Regions from separate parts of the Anas platyrhynchos genome. Here region 2 is linked to region 1. A link is a contact called in public Hi-C data. All regions are on one chromosome and are shown on one strand. Each heading gives the region's core, a stretch centred on a gene start, on an enhancer-like site or on the middle of the called end of the contact. The rest is flanking DNA. Distances are from core to core; before and after follow the strand shown. Region 1 overlaps APLP2 (amyloid beta precursor like protein 2). Region 2 holds the start of NFRKB (nuclear factor related to kappaB binding protein).

The links. Hi-C and Micro-C count contacts between places; a contact is called where the count stands out from the background.
Region 2: a Hi-C map of F1 follicle shows a contact between it and region 1, with 2.0 times the contacts expected there. The contact joins the promoter of NFRKB here to the enhancer-like site in region 1. A contact is called at or near these places in 4 of 8 Hi-C or Micro-C datasets (F1 follicle, liver, skeletal muscle and 1 more).

What each region holds. Positions count from the first base shown.
Region 1 is chr25:4,350,358-4,354,061 of IASCAAS_PekinDuck_T2T, reverse strand. It overlaps APLP2 (amyloid beta precursor like protein 2), which reads left to right. Exons shown (of 18, transcript XM_027444200.3): 14 at 25-60; 15 at 2,932-3,014. Among named protein-coding and RNA genes, the nearest start is that of TMEM45B, 41 kb to the right of the region's middle. Within about 2 kb of position 2,326, at least 2 of the 8 cell types and tissues checked have an H3K27ac peak or open chromatin away from gene starts, as enhancers often do. A contact at or near this core is called in F1 follicle, where this site is marked.
Region 2 is chr25:4,458,312-4,462,092 of IASCAAS_PekinDuck_T2T, reverse strand. It overlaps NFRKB (nuclear factor related to kappaB binding protein), which reads right to left and starts at 2,487. Exons shown (of 26, transcript XM_027444385.3): 1 at 2,284-2,487; 2 at 1,729-1,882; 3 at 1,080-1,281; 4 at 857-984. The coding sequence starts at 1,863. PRDM10 (PR/SET domain 10) reads right to left here. Exons shown (of 22, transcript XM_072027604.1): 22 at 2,732-3,781.

The DNA.
Region 1 (3,704 bases), core at 1,077-3,576:
TGTTTTTGTTTTCCCTCCTGCTAGATCCTCAGCCGGATTTGTACCATCCAATGAAAAAAGGTTGGTTCTAAGCTGCTCCCTCACAGTGCTTTCTATCACTCTCCTACCTTCTCTGTGTGCTTGGTAGCTTCATTTTAGTTCCATACTCACCTTTATTTTCATTTCCCTGCCCTCATTTAGATCAGAAACTTTCTGTTTTGTTTGTTTAGGCCTAGTGATAAAGAAATAAGCTAGTTTGAATATCCAATTGGTTCTGTGTTTTCCTCTCTGATGGGCTAGCAAGGTGCCTTAGAATGCATAATTAGTTTCTTTGCCCTCAAGAAAATGTGGGCTTAGCAGTCTGTCTGAAGCCATGCCATATTTTATAAGTCTTTTATTTGTACTCTTGGTCAACAATTCTCAAAATAAACCTTGCATTGCTGGTGGTAAATAGTCCAGAGGCTATTCTGCACGCTGTGGAATCTGTACTTGCCACCTAACAACAGCACTAAACTAGGAATGAGAGTGCCCCCCTAGACATGGGGTGTGTCTCCCAGCTACTTGTCCTCATAGGTATTATGGAGTACAGCTGCTCTGGGACAGGTAAAGTAGGTGATTCCTTTGTGTTTGTCTTCTTAGCATCCCCTTTTCAGGAGTAGCATCTCTCCATACGAGCCAAGTCCTGTGTGATTACACGTTTCTCCTTTAGCTCATTATTGATTGTGCAGTAACAGAGTGCCTGGCTAAAAAGGGTCCGACTGGGCCTTAAAATGGACATAGAAATATTGGTGGTAAATCCTTTGTCAGAGATACAGCCTCAGGTAAAGATCAGGCCCAGCTGATCTGCTAACAGATTTGGTTTCCAGAGCAGAAATGGGAGGCTAATTGTCAGAATACTTTCGCGGAACAGTGGCACGTGAGGTGAGCATGGGGAGTAACCCAGTCATTTTCTTTCGTCTGTCTTTGGTTCCAAATATGTCGTGCAGAATTTCAAAGCAGAATCAAAGGGTTTTGCTAATAACCATTTAATATGAGCACAAAGAACTTTGTAATGTGGTGAAGGCCAGGCAGCTGAACTGTTTTCATTACCAGTAGTAGTTCTTTACAAAGGTCACCTTCATCCCTCTTGTGGAGCAATTCACAGCGAAGTCAGTGCACTGACTGCTCTGGAAAGAACTGTGACAGCCTTTACTTTGATTCTTGATTGATGACTGCTGCGTTGACTTAAAGATGATAAGCGTAAGCTGGTCCTCTCCCCATTTGGGTAAATAAAAGAGTTTCTGATGACTTGGGGACTAAGATTACATCCTGTGTTTCCTTCTTCGTCTTTTCATTGAATTTCACAAAGGGCTGCTAGGGAGTTCTGTTTTGTGTGTGTGTGTGGAGTTTGTTTGTTTTTTCTTTTTTTTTTCCCTAGGAAGTGTATAATCTAAACTGTGCCTTAGAGCTACATAGAACTAGGTCTGTTATTTGGTACAGCGCGCTGTGACAAATAGCAAAGCTCAGTGCAGCAACTGAACTCCCAGCCCTGGAGACTGTTACGTTGGCTCCTGAGAATTGAATAAAGCAGCCATAGGCCAAAAGCCGGCACAGTAGTTCTCTTAAAAACTATTTCTGGTCTGTCCAGAAAATCCAAATCATTGACTTCCATAACAACATGACCTGCTTCAACAGCCGTGGGAAATCAGATGGGCAGTCTTGGCTGTGCTTGGAATCTGATTACTGTCTCCAAAGAACTATAGAGGAAAAAGGGATGCAGTAAAACCCTAGATGCTTCTTTTGGGAGGAGTTGGAGTGAAACATTAGTTTCCTTGGCATTTTTGCGCAGTAAGAAGCTTGTCACAGTAAAAACTTGCCATGGAGCCAAATATCCTTTCCTTTGCATCTCATTAAAGAACATGTGCCAATTTCAGCATGGGTTGACATAATGTCTTAGGCAACCTGCAAGCTCAGCAGTTTGTGGAGAGGTGTATGCAGTCAGTGTTAAGTGCTGTAGTGTATTTCCCCTGCCTCATGCTCCTCATTGGAAGGACCCCGTTGTGCAGGGCTGACATTTCACTGTCCTCCTGCTTTTGCTTTAGGGAGGCATAGATGTTGTGAAGGACATTACATTGTCCGTACTGATAATGGAAAACTTGCAGTCTCCTAACTTGTTATGTTAGGTCAGAGTGTCTTGCATCAGATTGTTATTGATCTGATCTTTCTATAAATGCCTGAGATCAAAACAGTTTATGCAGAGCAGCTGCCTTCTGTTAATTGATATTCTTCTCTTCAGCCTGTAGTAGTTTTAGCCTAGAAGTGGGTGAGTGATGTTCTGGTACAAAGGCTAGTGAAGTACTTTGCTCCTCCTTTGCCTTGGGATTTATTGTTTCTGGACTTGTGCCAGCTACGGGACAGAAGCTCATTACAGAGCTGTGCTGGTTGACCTTGAGATTCTCATTCCCGAGGCGCTTGCTGATGTACTTGATTTCAGAAGAATGGGTGATGCTGACCATGCGGTTGAAAGTCTTCCCTGTGTGCTGATTGTCAGCAGAGGGGAGATGTGCCTTTCCGTTGTGGGGTCATGCGGAGGTGGTGGTGACCCTGGCTGACACTTGCAGAAAAGAATTGCACGCTCACAATTTGTGTTACATGTTGCCTTGGACATTCTAACAGCAGTACTTATAACCGTATGGTATTTCTGGATTTACACTTCAGCCTGTTTTGGTGAGTCCTGTCTGCTTCTCTCATTGCCACCTCATTTCCCTTCATTAACAGAACCTCCCCAATCACTTGTCACTGTAGCATAGCTTATGAGCTCCCCTTCTGACACAACAGCATGAAGACAGCTTAATAATCAGCGGTCCATGCAGTTAAACGCACTAGCCATGGCAGCTCTACAAAGAGTAGGTAATCCTTCCTAAATGTCACTAAGGGCTGACTAATGGTCCTTGCCTTGCTCTTTTGGTGCAGGTTCTGGCATGACAGAGTTGGATGGGCTGATTGGCGCTGAAGAAAAAGTGATTAACAGCAAGAACAAAGTGGATGAAAATGTGGTGAGCCCTCCACCTTTATTTTGTAAAGCAAAGCCTGCCGTGGACACTAATTAATAGCAGTGGCTTATTTCCATGTCTCCTTCCTGCTAGCAGAATGTCAGTGTGTTCATTATCCATATGGTGTGGGGGAGTCAGTTTTCTGACTATTGTAGGCTCTTAATACTGATTAGCATCAGAAGGGTGGGAGGGTGAGGGAAGGAGAGAGATCTGGATCTTTGGCAGTCTGAGCTGGAGAAGTGTCTGATTTAGTAATTGCTTTCCCAAGCAGAGACCCTTTGATACACCTTTATTTTAGCTAGGTAGCTTTCTGTCTGAGTACACTGAATGCTGCTGCATTCCACCTGCCTTCCCACATACTTTTCCTAGCAAGGTACATCTCACCTTCTTGTAAAGGTACATGACCCAGTAGGCAATTAGCTTTATATGCAGTGTAAAAAATTCACTAGGTCATAGTGGCAGCTGTCTTGCCCCAGTTACCTGGCTTAAAAATATATATATAAAAGTGACTTCTTGGAGCCTACTTTCAGAATCATTCTATAGCCATAAGTTAGATGTTACATGACAGAAATGCTGTGTCCAAGGCAGGACCTGCATTTTTAATTCGGGTCTTTAGTTTGAGGTAGTCTAGGCTTCCAAATGGTTGCAGTCAGTAGCTCAGTTGGCTCTAAAAGTTGGAGAAGATCCCACGCT
Region 2 (3,781 bases), core at 1,238-3,737, 110 kb before region 1:
GAAAAAGGCAAGAAGGGAGCTAATAAGACATTTCTGCATCTTCATCTGCACATACAATGCCTCACCGTCACTTTACGTGGACTGTTCAGAGGACCCTAACCACTGGTCTTGTATCCACTTGTACAGTTTCCATACCAAACGTGTAACACAAACATGGGAAACTTTTGAAGAAAAGATTTATCCCTTATGACTATAGAAGAAATAGCTTCCCATACATTTCTGTATTCTTTTTCCCCTATCACTATGAGGCATTTAATAAAGCCACTTTCTTCTTCATCCATGCATACAGTATGTTGCGATGCCTAAGCTTAATGAAATGATAAGCAAGCATTTACAAAGGACACGTTTCAGGTGGCAGAGATAAGCTGACAGCACTATCTACAGAGGAAGACTTCATCAGGGATTTACAGCACCAGAACCAGAGTTTTTTTTATCTATTCTATACCAGTCTCCAATGAGGCTGTGGAATTCACACAACTACCTATTTAGCAAAGTTACTTGTTTCACAATGACATAAATGGCAGAAAAATTGAGGCAGATTCACTTGTTAAAATGAAGTGCCAAGAATGAAGCCCGGGGATGAGATGGGCATGGAAAAAACACACTACGCTACACAAGTGAGAGCTATGAAAGATTCAAAATCTGAAGTTTGATATGCATCTCTGCAAACATAACAATGCTTCTAGTGTTCTTGTATTATACAGGCCACTGGAAAAACAGAAAAGCAGCATTCAGTAACAGAAAGTCCTCTGAGAATTAGGAATGCACAAACACCAAGACACTTTGTTGTAAAGACAGCCTATTCGTTACAGAACACAAGAAGGCGATGACCAGGCCCCAAAGACAAGATACTCACGTTGCGGGAAGCAAGGATCTGCTTGAGCAGGCGGTAGAAGTACTGCTGCTGAGAGCTTAAGTAGCGTTTGTACTGGGACTTAAAACAGAGCTGCCGGTATTTCACAACTTCAGGATTGAAGTGCCCATCTATAACAAAGAGGTTAAAATTACTTCAGTTTTCATTAACTGCAAGTTAAGAACTTAACACCAAAAATACACAAAAGAGTATCACACTCACTGACCCCGAAAGAGTTTCTGGGCGATGTGCAGTGGATTTCCAAAGCGGAAGTTTTCACCACTGAACAATGCAGAGATGATTTTGTTTTGATGCTCTCGGTTGTTTTCAGGAAAGCGAGGCAGGAATGTTTTTAGGTGGTCTCGCTGCGCGTCTGTCAGCACCTCCTGCCATGTTGACAAGCTGACAACTTCAAAGAAGATCTCAGGCTACAGAAAGGAAAAAACAATAGCAAAGAAAATGTGTACACGTCTTTAACAACTTTCTAGCCCTCAAGGCTTTTTGCAGTTAAGTAACATAGGACATGAGACAGTGTAACACATCAAACACAGAAAGCAACAGTGTAAGGAAAAAAGCCAAGGAAATAAATACTGTTATCAAGTAGCAAATAAATTCAAAACTTTTAACAAACGGAACTTGTATTCTATTCTCAAATATAACTGTAAAATAAAAGGGATCTTTATCTAGAAAAATAATGTGACAGAAAAGTCTTTTAAGAAGTTTTACTGATATTATTCAAGGCACTATTCAACATCCTTTCCAGGAGTCAGAAACATCCCTTTTCAGTTTGCTCTCCCTGGTAAGCCCCAGGACAGGAAGCAAACATACTGTTTGTCAATGCTGTGGGAACATAAAAAGTTTGTAGTGCTACTCACATCCTCCAGAAGGTCCTCGGGCAGACTAACCCTCGTTGTGCCCAGCATGCAGTCCTCCATGATCCGTGTGCCGTTTCCATCCCCGCATGGCCCCAGCTCCAGGGGGTCGGTCAGCATGTGGTCCAGGGAGTCCATCCTCCTCCCTCTGCGGCTCCTGAGCAGGGGCAGCAAACCCTCACCTCACCCACCAGAGCCCCCAGACCAGCTCCATCCCGGGCTGACAACATCTGAGTCAACATTTGGTGAACCCAGGATCCTTGCGGGTCCCTTCCAACCCGGGATATTTTACGATTTTAGGTGTTTTAACACAAGCTGCACAGCCTGCTGAGGGACACAGACCGTGGCTCCCGAGGGGTGCTCTGGCAGAGGGCACACCGGGCCAGCAGCCGCGACCCTCCCAGCATGACAGGAAAACGCCTCACACCGCTTCCCACCCAAAGCCCCAAAGCCCCAACCCTCGCGGCGAAAACACCCCAAAAAACCACCCAAACCCACCAAAACCAGAGCTCCCGTCCCCAGAGCCCCCCACCCCGTCCCCAGAGCCCACCTCCTCACCTCAGCGGCGCCGCCCCCTCCTCACCCCGGGGCCGCGAGGACCGAGGGAGCCGAGCCCAGCCCCAGCCGCCCTCCGCCGAGCCCCGCTGCGGGGGGGTCGCGGCCCGGGGCCGGCGGCGCTGCCCCCTCAGCCGCTGCCCCCCTCAGGCCGCCCGCGGCTCCAGGCCCCGCGCACGCGCCCCATGGCCCCCGCCGCGCCTGCGCAGAGCCGCGGGAGGGAGGGGGGGGGAAGGCGGGCGGGAAGCCGCGTCGCTGCCCCGGCGCCATGTTGGGGCCCGGAAAGGGCAGGGCTCTGGGTGGCAAAAGGCGGTTGAAACCGGAACTGATAAATAAATACATAAATACATGCATCAATAAATAAAGCCCGGTTTTGGATCAATCAATAAATAAAGTCCCTTTTTTCACCCAGGGGAGGCCCGCACAGATCACACTGCTCGGTATTTAGAAAAAAAAAAAAAAAGGAATTTATTAATTTCGTTTTTACACCTGCCAGGTAGCACAAGACTATTAACACTAGAACAGTCACTGAATGTACAATAAACATACACATTTAAATAACAGCGGGCAGAGCGATGTGGGACAGCCACTGCAGCATCCCATGGAAACAACCATGTTTCGTCCCAAGTGCCCCAGCAGTCTGAGAGGTGTATATATTTTTTTTAATTTTAATTTTTAATGGGGTGAGGGTTGAGAAACTGACCCAAAACACCTGCACAGAAAAGCCTGAGGCCCCAGAAGGCCCCATGGCAATTCCCATCTTTGAGCAAATCATGCCCTGTGCAGGTAGCAGAGTACTGCAGCATTAAGCTCCAGCGGGACATCATTTTAAGAGACAAATGTTTGGGGTGGTTCTGGTTAAAAAAATAATAATAAAATATAGTAAATCCTATGCCTTCTGCACTGCAGAAACTGGAAAAAAAAGAAAAAAGAAAAAAAAAAAAGAAAAAAAAAGAAATATTGGCTATTTTTGTTGTGTTTTGTTTTTGTCTTCTTTTTAAAAGCAGTCCCTGTAGCACAGCTGTGCTGTGGGGCTGTTCTGCTCTCTCCCCCAGTCTGGGTAATCACTATATTTTATTACTTTGGAATGAAAATTCACAATGCTTGATTTCCAGGGATGCTTCTCCCCCGATGAGGCATCAGTTTGACTTAAGACACAGTGAATCACTTAATGCTGGTGTCAAGCTGATGGATAAGTATACTACTATTACTGTAGGACAGAGCAGAAACTTTGATAAGGAACATGTGAGTTCAAAGATGCTGTTTTACAGTTGTTTTCTAGAATACCCTGTAGTTTTCAGCTTTAAATAACTGGTACAAGAACAAGCAACCTCATTCTGTGATCCTTTCTAACAAAGTTGAATGTAACAAAATTTTGTTGTTTGTTTGTTTAATCCCACATTTGCAATATTGTTAAAGACAAAGTTTGATCATCTCTAAAGACTGTAGAGCTTTTAAGACTTAAAAAATGCTCCTGCAGAACAGTGCATTTGCAATATCC